Regions from separate parts of the Sus scrofa genome. Here regions 2, 3 and 4 are each linked to region 1. The links are chromatin contacts, called in public HiChIP or PLAC-seq and promoter capture Hi-C maps. All regions are on one chromosome and are shown on one strand. The core of a region is the stretch at or near the end of the contact, and the rest is flanking DNA. Distances in the headings are between cores, read along the strand shown.

Evidence for each region. Promoter capture Hi-C pulls out the DNA fragments that hold promoters and counts their contacts. HiChIP or PLAC-seq counts read pairs in DNA pulled down with a chosen protein or histone mark.
Region 2: an H3K27ac HiChIP or PLAC-seq map of skeletal muscle shows a contact between it and region 1. The contact joins the promoter of CALML4 here to the promoter of PIAS1 in region 1. A contact is called at or near these places in 1 of 5 promoter capture datasets (fetal skeletal muscle), 1 of 47 Hi-C or Micro-C datasets (skeletal muscle) and 2 of 2 datasets of contacts at active chromatin or transcription factors (alveolar macrophages and skeletal muscle).
Region 3: an H3K27ac HiChIP or PLAC-seq map of skeletal muscle shows a contact between it and region 1. The contact joins the promoter of CLN6 here to the promoter of PIAS1 in region 1. A contact is called at or near these places in 1 of 5 promoter capture datasets (fetal skeletal muscle) and 2 of 2 datasets of contacts at active chromatin or transcription factors (alveolar macrophages and skeletal muscle).
Region 4: a contact with region 1 is called in a promoter capture Hi-C map of fetal skeletal muscle, with 4 times the contacts expected there. The contact joins the enhancer-like site here to the promoter of PIAS1 in region 1. A contact is called at or near these places in 2 of 5 promoter capture datasets (fetal skeletal muscle and liver), 5 of 47 Hi-C or Micro-C datasets (alveolar macrophages, brain, embryonic fibroblasts and 2 more) and 2 of 2 datasets of contacts at active chromatin or transcription factors (alveolar macrophages and skeletal muscle).

What each region holds. Positions count from the first base shown.
Region 1 is chr1:165,955,403-165,958,426 of Sscrofa11.1, forward strand. It overlaps PIAS1 (E3 SUMO-protein ligase PIAS1), which reads left to right and starts at 1,712. Exons shown (of 14, transcript XM_003121749.6): 1 at 1,712-1,762. The coding sequence starts at 1,739.
Region 2 is chr1:166,098,355-166,101,701 of Sscrofa11.1, forward strand. CALML4 (calmodulin-like 4) reads right to left here and starts at 1,440. Exons shown (of 5, transcript NM_001244619.1): 1 at 1,201-1,440; 2 at 1,088-1,118. The coding sequence starts at 1,203.
Region 3 is chr1:166,124,142-166,127,559 of Sscrofa11.1, forward strand. It overlaps CLN6 (ceroid-lipofuscinosis, neuronal 6, late infantile, variant), which reads right to left and starts at 1,905. Exons shown (of 7, transcript NM_001243614.1): 1 at 1,716-1,905. The coding sequence starts at 1,801.
Region 4 is chr1:165,781,183-165,784,375 of Sscrofa11.1, forward strand. No RefSeq gene overlaps it. Among named protein-coding and RNA genes, the nearest start is that of SKOR1, 29 kb to the left of the region's middle. Within about 2 kb of position 1,824, at least 51 of the 83 cell types and tissues checked have an H3K27ac peak or open chromatin away from gene starts, as enhancers often do. A contact at or near this core is called in alveolar macrophages, brain, embryonic fibroblasts and 2 more, where this site is marked.

The DNA of each region.
Region 1 (3,024 bases), core at 462-2,961:
GGGAAAGTGTTTCAAAAAAAGGAAGCTTGTCAACTGTTGGCAGTTCTGCTGAGAGGTCAATTTAGATAAGACTAGAGAATTGGCAATTGACTTTGGAAACCTGGGCATCATTAGTAATCTTGATAAGTGATCTAGGTGAGGGAATTCCAAGCTGGATCAGAGTTGGCTGAGAAGTGAATGTGAAGTGAGGAAGTGGGGAAACAAGCACTGTACAGAGCTCTTGAAAAACCTTTTTCAGAATTTATGCAGTGAGGAGAGCAGAGAAATTGAGCAGTTCTGATTTTGCAGTCATGAACGTTTGTTTTGGATGGGAGAAATTTCAGTATGTTTATATGCAGATAAAAGTAATTTAATAAGAAGTTCCCTTGTGGACAGTGGGTTAAGGATCCCAGTTGCCACAGCTCTAGCGGGGGTTTGACTCCTGGCCCGGGAACTTCCACGTGCCATGATGCAGCCAAAAAAAAAAAAGGTAATCTAATAGAGAGGGCAGAAAAATAATGATGCTGGATGCTGGAGGCAGGGTAGAAGTAAAATCCTTAGGAATGTGGGAGAGAAAAAAAATCCAGATCCAGTAGAGGGATTGGCCTTCATAGTTGCAGGGACACTTCATTCATAATGACCCAAATGCTACTATGCCTATGTGTAGTTTTGGTAGTGAGAAGACAAGGGACTTAGTATTTGGTTTATTTTCCATCAGATATGAGACAAAGTTGAGCAGTAAAATGTGGAGTTTGGGAGGAGGAACAGGAGGCTTTTAGAAGAGAGGAAAAGGTGTGAAATAATTCTTTTATCATGTCTACTTAAATGGTTTAGTGGTGAAAGCCCTTCCAGTATTAAGCACATCTTCTCCCAACCCCGTTTTCTCTCACTGGACCGTTTGCTCATTTTTGGTATTCTTCGCCATTTGTAATTGTATCTTTATTGGTTAACTTGTCTGTTTCCTTCATTAGAGAACTACTGAAGGCAGGGACTTTATTGTTTTTAACTTCCCAACGTATATATATCAACATAGCCCCCAGAAACAGGGCTGGTACAATGTCACTAAATAATTATTTGTTAAAACAAAAAATGAACTTCAGAATTTTGTCTTAGGGTAACTTCTTTTAAGTACTTGTTTGGGCAAGTCACTTTTCCCCTCTGAGTTTTTATATCTGAATATATATACCACAGGAATTGTAATCTCTTCCTTGCCTGCCTCACCGCGTCGTCATGAGGAGGATCTGAGCTAATGAACCTGGAAATGCTTCATCAAGTGATCCTTAAAGATAACGGATTGTTATTTTTAGCCCACGTGTAGCATCGCAGGTAGCAGGTGCTGAAAAGGACTTGCTGATTGGGGGAGAGGGGCATTATTGTTTCCTGAGACTGCAGGCAAAGAAGCTTTGCAGAATGGTTCCGCAGGCCGCGGAGGGGCGGGTTTCAGGCCAGCAGCCCTCTGTCTCTGGCCTTTCCCCTAAGGCGCTGGCCTGGCAAGGATGGGGGGCAGGGAAGCAGAGGGGGGGAGTAACTGTCAAACCTCCCCGCTTGGCGCCATTATTTAAATAGTACGTGGCTGTCTCGCAGCTGTACGTGCCCGGGGCGGGGCTGCGAGCACGGGGAGCGGGGCGGAGGCCGGGGGTGGGCCAGGGAGGTGGAGGGGCAAGAGGGGACGGACCGGGGCGGGGCCAGGCTGGCTAGAGGGGCGGGCCTAGCGGCGGCCCCCGACGAGATTCACTGCGCTTGCGCTGACAGACGCAAGATGGCGGACAGTGCGGAACTAAAGGTAAAGCGCAGCTCGAATTCACTTCTAATATTCGGCCGCGGAGACGGCGCGGCTGGTGCCAGGGGGAATGGGTCCGACCCTGGGGGGCCGCTCGAGCCTGACTCCATCCAGGCCTGGAGTTGTAGGGAGGAGCGGCGCGCCCGGCCCTGGCAGAGGGGGCCCGGCAGCGGCGGGCCGCGGGCCCCGGGTGCCTCGGGGGCGCTGACGGGTCGTCCCCGGCGTGTTATTGTTGTGGGCGCCTCTGGCGGGGGTGGCGGGGGAGGAGATCGGGAGTCGGGAGGTGGGGGCCGCGGCTGTCCTCGGGGCTCGGCTTCTTCACCTTCCAGTCAGCCTCCCCGCCCCCCGTGGGGAGCGGGGGCAGGGTGTTTGTGTAGGGGGGATTGGGAAAGCTCCTCGCCGCCGCTTCCTCTTCCTCCTTTGCAGTCCCGGGCTCCTGTCAGGCGCTCTCCCCAGACCCCCGGGAACTTGGCTCCGGCCGCCCCGCCCCTCCGTGGCTCCCTGCCGCCCCCGCCCGGGACTCGGCTCTCCCCGGCCGCCCGCCTGTCAGGAGGCGCTTGGGGTGCCCCACTGGTGGACAGCAAGATCCTGGGGGCTTAGGGGTGGGGATGTGGGGAGAAGCTCCGCTAAAGTTTAGTGAACCCCGGGCTGGCGTTGGGGTTCGACAGGGGGGTTAGCGGGGGAGTTTGTCGGGGCGGGACGGTACTCTTTCTGATTCTGGGCAGCGGCGGGGCTTTGGGGGTTGAAACCCCCTCGGAGGGTGTGTATTTGGAAGCAGTGGTAGGTGGTGGGAAGCAACTACTCCCCCTTCTTCCCTTTTGGCTGGTGTGGAGGGTGAGAGGAGCCTTCGGGGGTCTCTGCACACACCATGATGGCGATGCTATAGCTGATGGAGGTGAATGGTTCGTGTTTATATCCCCCCGTTGCCTTTTGTTTGTAGGGACATCTTGCTGGCCATGTTGATTTGAACGAAATTCTCCCCTCGTCCTACTTCAACTCCCAATAAATAGAACGTTCCTCCGTTCCTTTCAACTGTACCAGTTACTCACGCCTCGCGAAATTGGATGAAAGGGTGCCCCCTTTTCCCCGCTTTTTCTCCCACCCCAAGCTTCTTTACCTGATGATGGCTTCTTTACTGAAGCAGATACACCACTACACAAGCAGCTGGGGAAGGGGGGGTGGAACCCTCCTGATTGGATTGTGACAAATGGGGCCCCGCTTGAATAATTTTGCTTTAGTACCAATCAGTTTTTAACTAACGAGTA
Region 2 (3,347 bases), core at 190-2,689, 140 kb after region 1:
AGTTCCCTGGGTCTTCCCACTCCATCCAGCCACCCTATCTAATCATTCATTAAACATTTGTTGTCACTTTCTTTGTGTCACATATTAGGATACAAAGGGACTCACTCTTACCTTCTTCCTTCTGGGAGAGTCAGAGGCCCCAGAGGGATGGTCACTGAGGCTCAGAACCAGGTATTGGTGGGGTGATGGGGCTGCAGTGCAGCTGTCAGCCTCAGTGAGACTCAGCCAAGTCTTGCCTTGAGATCTGGGCAAGAGAAGCCCCTGCTCTGGGCCCTCTTTTGGGGTAAGGATATCCAGCGGTCTATGCAGAGGTGCCTACTGGGAACTTGCCATCCACCCACCCATTCTCCCTCTTAGATCAAGCTCCTGGTACCCAGAACTCGGGAATCCCTGCCCAGGCAAGCCTCAGTTTACCTCCCAACCTGAGCCCTGCTGGGCCTCCCCTATCAGATCTGGGCCCCTGCGTTCTGTGTAACCCAACTCTCTGGGCTTGGCCTTGGGAAACAGAACCAGGCACAGTGAGAAATAAAGGGGACCCGGGGGATAAAGTGCTCCCTACACCAAACTAGGCTTGGTCACAGGGCAGAGGGACCTCAGAGACCACTTAAGCTGATCCCTCTTTACAGATAAGGAGACTGAGGCCCTGAGAGTAGATGCAACCTGCCAGAGAATGCAGACCTGGGCCCTTTTTCTCAGCCAATGACAAAGCCCCTTCTTTTTTCAGGCCCTCAGCTGCAGCCAGTGGCTGGCATCTCTCGGTCCACCCCCTCTCCCCTTCCCTCCCTAAACCCAACCAGCAGGTTCTGGAGGAAAACCTAGTGAGCGCCCTCTTCCATCACTGTCTTGTAAATCACACTGACAACATAACACTGACATTTCCTTCCTCCAAGCCTTGCCCCTCCCCACTGCAACCTGCCTCCACCCAACAGCCATCCCCTTGCCCATGGGTGGGCCCAGCTCTCCCCCTGCCCTGAAGCCGAAGCTGTAGCCGCCTTCCTACCCACCAACAAAATGTGAGCAGAGCAACTCGCCTAATGAGACCCATATTTCGCTGTGAGTTGCTAGTGAAAAAGAAAACTCAACCTACCATTAATTTGGTCCTGGGAAAGAAACTTGGCCTGGAGCAGAGAGAGAAAAACCGTCAGGGAGGGACCCACGAACACCCCCTGCCCCTGCCAGGCTACAGTGACCCCTACTTACCATCACGCAGGGTCCTCCGGCTGCCACCCGTGCACTCTCTGTCCCCTGCACCGCCTTCTCATTCCTCTTCCTCTCCACTTCAAGTCAAAAGTCCACCAAGCTGGGTGGAGGCCCGGGTAATAAATCCACGGCTGCCATGGAGACCAGGCCCAATGCCAGGGGTCAGATTCCAGCTTCCTGTGCTCTGCTGATGTTCCAGGCCTGCCTGCTTGCCTCCCTGGGCCGGGTAGCAGCTTGGGGTTTGAGAGGCCAGAGCTGCACAAGGGCTTCCCCTTCATACAGTCCTGCATCCGGAAGTTGATGCTCTGTAGCCAAGGGACAAACGCTATTGTTCCTTCCTAGGAACCCTCTGTGGACACTAAGAAGGGGTTGGTGACACACAGAAGGGGATGCCAGGGTCTTTCTCTCTGGAGGCTGGTAGACTCCACCTAGGTGTCAGGCACTTGGCACACTGCCTTAAGGCTCTTCATACACCATCTTGTAGGTGAAAGAAAACCCGGCCCTGATGGCACCCCTGTGACAGCCACCTCCACCCCCAGAGTCAGGGGATGCTATGGACAGAAGGGACACAGGCCCTGCTGATCTCAAGCCATTTGCTGAGTGACCTTGGCATGTCATTACACTGCTCTGTGCCTCACTGTCCTAGCCGGACCTCATCATAGGGCTTTTTGAGAGTCAAAGGCCAGAGTGCTGTCAGTTCTCATGTGTGAGAGTTCCCTCCCCTCCTTCCAGGGACTCAGGCTGGGTCTGGGGGTGAGGGGTAGGTAACTGCACTGGGAGATCTGGCCCCAAGACAGGCTACCCAGGGGGCTTAGAAGGGGCCTCTTAGGTGACTTTCTCCACCAGGAAGCCTCCCACTTTCCTTCCTTTCCCTCCTCTTACCACAGCAGCCCCCACCCTTCCTGCAGAAGCTGCTGACTCCCCATTTCCTCAGTGGTGTGAGCTCTACCCCCACAGCTGCCCATAGCCCCTGAGGATGTGAGTGGAGCTGCTGGACCCGGCACAGCTGGGCTCTCCCCATTGGGCACCCAGATACCTGCTGTATCCTTGTCCACGGCTGGTGGCTGCCCGGCCTGGGGGCCCCAACTCCAAGGTCCACCCACCTTATTAGGACCAGCACAGAAGGCAGCACAGGTTGTGTGCAGCACCAGAGCTCCCAGCCCAGGGACAAGTGAAGCCTGCAAAGGGGCTGCACATGCACAGAGGAGGGACCTGTTGCTAATCTGTGGGGACACATGGACAGGTGGGGCCCTCCTTTGCCCACCATTCTCCCTCCCTCCTCCAACCGCCTCCATATGGAAGGTTCCCTTTACCTCTACACTATCAGTCACCTTCACACCCATTTCTAGACCTAGAGATGTTCAGCTGGAGGCTTCTGACCCCTCCCTGTTGGGGCTGAGAAGAGGAAAGTTTGGTGGAGAGCAAGAGAGGAGGGGAGCTTCTCATTAACAGCCTTGGGGTGGGGGGAGGTGGGGAAAGGAGATGGGACCATGGAAGTGCGAGAGGGGCACAGAGTGGCAGCTTGGGGGCCAGGGGGTTGGGGGGGCTGGAGTGTCCAGGCAAAAATGCACTCAGAATCGTCCTGCCTTTGGAAAGGGACTCTCAGGGGAGACGTGGCTGGGCTTCATCCAGCTAAGGGCCAGAGACACCAGTGATTTACTGGACAGGGCATCTTGTCTGAAGCCAAGTCCTGGAGTGGCACCCCACTGTGTATGGCAGATGGCAGGTAGGACATTTCTTGCTGGGGGGTGGGGGGGCATGGCAGAAGCTACTCTTTATAGGGGGAGTTGACATTGGGTTGGCTCATCAGGTACCAGGGAAACCAATGGCTGGGGCAGGGGGCAAGTGAAGAGGCAATTACTAATTAAGCCCTATGATTAAGAGGATTGGATAGTCATGCAAGTAGGATACAGGTGAAGCAGGAAGTGGTCGAGCAGGGGCTGTGCAGAGAGCAAGAGAACAGCCATCTTGAGTGGCTGACCATACACTCCATCCCTACATGCCCTGCAGTCTCAGCCCACTCTTTTCCACTATATTCCTGGGGGGAGGAACAGAGGTGCACTGCAACCAAACCCCACAAATGCAGTGCAGACAACTCAGCAGCTAAAATATCAAGAGTAAGATAGTCAGGATACTAAAGATAGTAA
Region 3 (3,418 bases), core at 655-3,154, 170 kb after region 1:
TGAGGGGGGCAGAGACACCCTGGAAGAGAGCCAGCCCTACATGCCACCCTCATTAGCACCCTGGCTGGTGGGGAGCTCATGCAGAAATAAAGAGGGACATCACTTCTCAGCAGCCAGAATGGAGTAGTGAGAGCAGAAGCCTGAAATCAGAAGCCCTGGGGCTAGGCCCTGGTTCTTGTACAACAAATGATGTAACCTTCTCTAGACCTGTTTTCATATATACAAAATACAAAAAGACTGAGTAGGATTCTGCATGTGGAAACCCCACACTTGAGATAAAGTGCTGACCATATCTGATATTCACAGACCGTTCCAACTGGGCTATCCCAGTTTAAGGCTGACTCCTAAGTTGCAGGGGATCCAAAACAAGAGCTGTCCTTCAGTAGCGGAAGAAAGCTACTCTCAGCCAAGTGTCTCAGATTTCTTCCCTCAGCCCAAATCATACCACAGACTTCCTAAAATTGACTCTGAGCATGCTACTGCTCAAAAACCTGCCATGGCTCCCCTGTGCCCTACAGAACAAAAACTGCATCCTTAACCTGCCATTTAGGGTGAGGCAATTAAGGCACATAGGCCCAACATTTAAATAGGCGCAAGGGAGCCATGGAAGGTTTTTGAGTGTTCCAAGAGTGAGCGTCTCCTTAAATTTTGCACTCTAGGCTCTCATTCAGGTTCCAGCCTGCAACCAGTCTGCATCCTCCTGCCACTGTACACATGGAAAGCTCCAGCACCACTGCACCGCTTGCCTTTCCTCAAGCTGGAACAGCCTTTCTTCCCCTGTCACCTACTGAGTATTTTGAGATGCACCTCAAATGCTACTACCTCCAGGAAGTCCTCCAAGATAACCTCTCAGCCCCTGCTTGGATTCTGTCCCTCCCAGGTCCTTCTGGACTCTGGGACTCTCCGGCTTCACCTCATCCACCATTTCAGCGCCTGACACAGAGCGGGGCACACCAGAGATGCTTAATGAATGCCTGTAATAGGCAACGAATGTTTCGGGATGAAGGCAGAGTGGAGGGAAAGATTTAAAAGTTGCTTCTGGCAGAGCCTCCTTGCCTGCCCGCTTGCACGTCTCACTAGCGTCCTATCTTAATAAATCGATTTTTTCCCTGAAATAAAATAAAATAAAAATGACTTCTGTACCTTCCCCCGCCCCAAGTGCCTCGTCTCAACTAAATAAACCATTAACTTCTTCCCGAGAGAACAGCAACCTTGTGAGAAAAGCCCTTCCTCATTTTCTCCCGAGGGGAGCTTCCACACTTCGCTGTCTTTCATTTACATTCCCACATTCTTGGGTTCCTTGAGGCAAGGAGTGAGCCTCATGTTAACACCAGAATCCAACTCCTATTGATGGCTGAGGGGGCAGGAGAACTCGGGGTGGCGCCTGGGGCTTGCAGGAGCCTTGGGGACTCAAGTGAGCGGGGGTGTCCTCTAGGCTCACCACCCCCACCCCTCCAGGTTTCTTGGACCCCTGAAGACGTCCCTTAGCTGACAGACTGTCCCAAAGCCGGTCAAGGCTGCTGAGCCTCCCTGGGCGGAGGGCTCGCCCGGGAAGAGAAAGAGCGCGGAGGCGGGGCCCAGGCGAGTGGGCGAGAGAGCAGCTGCAGAGCCAGAGGGGGAAAGACCCATCCCGGGCTCCGCAGCCCCGGCGCCGCGATCCCGCCCGGTCACGTGGTGGGGCCGCGGTTCCGCTCCGCCGCCCGGCGCGCGCCCACCTGGCCTGCAGGAAGGAGGCGCCCGGCTGCGCGCCCGGGCCGCCCGCCGCTCCCGGTTGCTGCCGCCTCCGCGCCGCCGCTTCCATGGCTGCCCCGCCGGCAGGCCGGGCCCTCCACCACGCTGTCCCGAGCTGGAGACTGGCTCGGTGGGCCCGGCGGCCGCTACAACACAGGCCAACCGCTGGGGCGGGCCCTCGGGAGAGCGCGGAGAGGGGAGGTGCGGGCCGGAGGCGGGGCCCCGCGGGGCGGGGCGAACGGCGGGTGCTACTCCGAGACCGGTGGATGGAAAGGGAGGCGGGGCGAGCTCCACACGAGGAAGTCGGGGCGGGAGGTAGGTGGCGTCCCCAGCGGGGAGCGGGGGCGGAGGCAGAGGCAGGCGCACCCTGCCTCGGGCCAACTGGGGCTGGGATTTGCTGGGATCCGCTCCTGACAAGGGGCGGGAGGCTTTGCCTAGGCTGCCTGAGACTCAGATATTGGTCTAAGGCAGACTAAGCACGTGGGAAATGACTCACCCGACCGGAATGCTTCCCTGAGGAGGAGGCAAGGCGAGATTTCCTTTGTCCTTGGGGAGAGGGGTTCATGTCCTTTCCCCACTGTGCTACGCACCTTCATTCCGCAGATGGAAGATGTCGCGTCTGAAAATGTCAACTTTGTGGCACTTGACGCTAGGCATTAAATAAGCCGTGGGATAGGAAGGTCGGATGCACAGGAGCAGAGACTTTTTTTCCAAGCTGGGGGGCGGGGGCGTGGGATGACGCAGATTCCAATTCTGGCTTTGTCACGCTTGGGCTCAGTGGATTCGGAAAAGTTACTTCCTTCTCTCCCATTAAAATTTGTATTAACTCTTGCTGTGAGCAGCGCACTGCGCATACAAGAACAGATGAATCTTGCTGTAGTGGGGCTTACATTTGAGGGGTGGTGGGAGGAGGATTGGTAAGTGATGTGCTGGGGAAAGTACTGAGTATTGTGTGCGCAGAGACTTGGAGAGGGTGGGTTCAGACAGGCTTCTGGAGGACCCAGTGGGTGTGCTGTGGACCTGCAGCAAAGTCAATCTGCTGACACCAGGTTCTGGTGAAGGATAGAGGGTTTACTGCAGGGTACCAAATGAGGGAGTGAGAGACAAGCCTCGCTCAGTTCCACTCCAATTTAGTCATTGAGTTAGAGGAATTTTTTTTGTTTTGTTTTCCAAAAGAGAAGAGCAAAGAAGCTGTAATTAATCAGTGTCTTGTGACATTTGTTAATTGTAGTTTCAGGAATCAGGGTAGCCCTAGTTTAAAATTCTCTGGCAGGGTGATCCATCTTGCCCTGGAGAAACGACCTGGGTTTGTATATTCATCATGACATCTATAATAGTAATTTTTGTACATTAATGACTGTCAGTTGAAAAAAAGCACAACCTGAACGTTGAGAATTATGTTGTATTTGGGGACCTTCCTGAGGGTTATAGTGGCAGCTGGTAGCCTCTCAGATAGCTCTGAGAAACTGTTCCACCCACAGAGGTTAAGGGAGGAACCAGGATAATAGAAATTTTTGCTGAAAAAAAAAAAAAGAGTCAAACATCAGAAGATTACCATTAATCAAGTGCTTTTCTATTTTTTCTCTTTTCTACTTTTTCTGGACTCATTGAAATCATTCCTTTGATGTGTCCCTTAACTATCAAGGGCCATTATCCTGTTTTTCTCCATCCTTAATTCACCTCAGGG
Region 4 (3,193 bases), core at 574-3,073, 170 kb before region 1:
ACCAGAGGCTGGGCCAATCGCAGGCAGAGCACTCGGTGATTTGGGGCCTGGCTTGAAAATACAGGCTGGCCATGGAGAAGTGTCTTAAAAGACCCAGAGGAAGCTGCAGTCAGTGGTGGGCTCTACAGCTGGAGGTTGGGTAGATTCAAGGGCTGGGGTGGCCACAAGGGGCCAGGTGCCAGTTGAAGTCATGGGAGAGGAGAGACTGTGGGTGAAGGAGGAGCTGGGCAGGAAGAGAAACAGAGTGGGGGCCATAGAGAGAGACAGATAGACAGCCTGGCTGAGAGACATGGTAGCCGAATCCCACAACTGCCCTGGGCCTTCCCGAGACTTGACCAGGGGACCTCACTGTATTTTCACAGCCTCCACCCTGCCTTTCTAGGGGTAAATCCCAACACTTTTCCTGGGTGAGTCCAGCAGGTCACTGATACGCTCCATCAGACCAAAAGCCATGACTGAGCAGGTCATTTCTGCTGCTGGCTCAGTTCCTCTCTTGCACAGTAACTTTATGATTTTATGCTTAGAGGGAACTTTAAACTGCAGGTTGGGGACTCTTTGTTGTTTCGTATCAGCAGGTTGGAATCTTGTCTCACTACTAAAATCCACAGATGCATGACCTGGGCCTCGCTATGCTCACCTCTTAAGTAGTCTGTGCCATTTATTATGAGAGCGTTGAGTTTTATCTGAGTCCTGTGCTCTTGAAAGGCAGGGAGGAATAAGAAACTCCCCACCTCCTTAAGTTCTGGGGAAACAGGACCTCCTTGCTCTCGCATATGCCAAGAAAACAACCCATGTACCTCCTTTGTTGCTATTCCCATGAGACTGGCTGATGACTCCCTGGTCACCTGCCTCTCTGAAACCTTAGGCGACTTCCTTTTCTTTAAGACATTTGGGGAGTTCCCATCGTGGCTCAGTGGTTAATGAATCCGACTAGGAACAATGAGGTTGAGGGTTCGATCCTGGCCTTGCTTAGTGGGGTAAGGATCCGGCGTTGCCATGAGCCATGGTGTAGGTTGCAGACGCAGCTCAGATCGGGTGTTGCTGTGGCTCTGGCGTGGGCCAGCAGCTACAGCTCCGATTAGACCCCTAGCCTGAGAATCTCCATATACCACGGGAGTGACCCTAGAAAAGACAAAAAAAAAAAAAACCCAAAAAACAACAAAAAAAAAACCCACCAGACATTTGGTGTTCATGCCCCTTCTCCCTATTCCAATAACTGGAATAAACTCTTCATTGCCTAGGGCTTTTTGCTTTAACGATTACCATAAATTGTAATCATCCACTGGGTGAGACATCTGGAGTCCCAGGTTCCAGTCCTGGTTCACCTAGGCCTGACCTCCCCTTTCCGGCACGTTTCAGTTTTGGTTGGAACTGGCTAAGGGCTCTTTAGTTTCAGGACGTGTGAATGGCAACTCAATCCCTACAGCCCACAGCCCCTGCGCGAGGAGGCGGGGCCTATCAAGCAGCTGTAACATGTGCACGCCGCCACCAGGGGGCGGCGGCTCCGCAGGAGAAGGCCCTCGCCTCTGCTCTGGCTCGCTCTTGCAGAGCCTTTAAAATCCACTTTGGAGGTGGACGCAAGGCAGCGTTTTGAGCCCTCTAGTGCTTTCCTCTGCTACACGCCGCTGCACTCTAGGCATTTGTTTTTTTGCTTCCACCTCCAGAGATTCCTCCTCCGCAGATGCCAGTCAGAAGACTCTCGAGTCAGCCCAAGCGGGGTTCACAAGTCAGTTTCGAGCTTCTAGGTTTCTAGAGCTTGCCTGGAGACCACGTCCCTTCCCTTCGCGCGGCCCTCCAGCCTCCTTTTCTACTTAAGTTGAAGAATCTCTCCGGCTGCAGGGAAATGGAGAGGCAGAAGGGAGGAGCCTGAAGAGGACTGATTTAGGGGCAGCACTTAACCAACCGGTCACAGCCGTCAGCATTTGTAGCATCGCGGTGTCCCCGTAAACTGGGCAAGGCAAGAGCTGTAACGGCCATCTGAAGGATGGGGAAACAGACTCTCAGAGAGCAAAAGTGGTTAGCCTCTGGTCACACAGCTAGTAAATGGCTTCTGCCAGAACGCAGTTCTCCAGGTCCTAAACCCGGAGCCCTTGGGGTGGGTGGCCAGGACCAGAGATGGTTCACCACTTGGAAAGGGGCCCTGGACATCCCTCAGGACAGAAACCAAAGTGCAGCCTCCCAAAAGGACCCAGATTAGCGAGTTTTAAGTATTGACATGGTAAGATGATCACGTTTGCTTTTTCAAGTGTATATGTCTACATTCGCAATGGAAAAGCAAATATAAATACCAAAGCCAAATACGAATTAAAGGCAAATATTAAACAGCCAGACTGTCCACAGTGGACTCTCTCTGTGGTTGGAATAGCAGTAGTGGGTGGAGAGTTTTCATTTTCTCTGTATTGTTCCGATTCTTCAGTCCTCACATATATAAACTAGAAAGGAGAAGAAAAATTCGATATTTCTGTTGGACAAAAAAAAATAATACCTCCTTGTTAAAGAGTTGGAAAATAAAAAAGAGCATGAAGAAAATAAAATTCATCAGTTACCCTTGTTCTTCTTCCCTGTAGACATTGATGTTTTTCTTTCTAACTGGTTTCTTTCTTTACCTAACATGAATAACAGTGTTAATTGCAGAAGAATGTTGTGAAGATTGAGTGAGAGGCTGTATATAATAGCTAACATTCCAGAAGCGTTAGCCATTTTTATATATAACAAAATCTGCCCCGTACTGTATGTATTTTTTATACGCTGCTGTTTTCACTTATAACGTTGTTTCCCATGTTGGCTCTTCTTTAAGAATATTTTTAGTGACTGCACAAAATTTCATTATATTTAAGTAAACTTTATTGAACCTATCCCTGAATGTTGAAACTTTAGATTGTTTCCAATTTTTGCTGTTAAAATAACAGTGAGATTAACATCTTTAAACATCTCTCCTTGTCAGCATTTCTGATTACTTCCTTAGATGGATTTCTGGAGGTAGGATTACTGGGACAAAGGGTGCAAATATTTTTCAGGCTTTTGATTCAGTTTACCAAAGTCCTTCCCAGAAAAATCTTGCCAGTTTACACTCCCACCTGCAGTGCGTGAGAATGCCTGTCCCAAAGCACACAAAGGAGGGATTTTTTGGGGATGGGTGAGATTCAATTATGTTGCTGGAATGAGGAGAAGGATCCCTGTGGGGAGGGAGGGT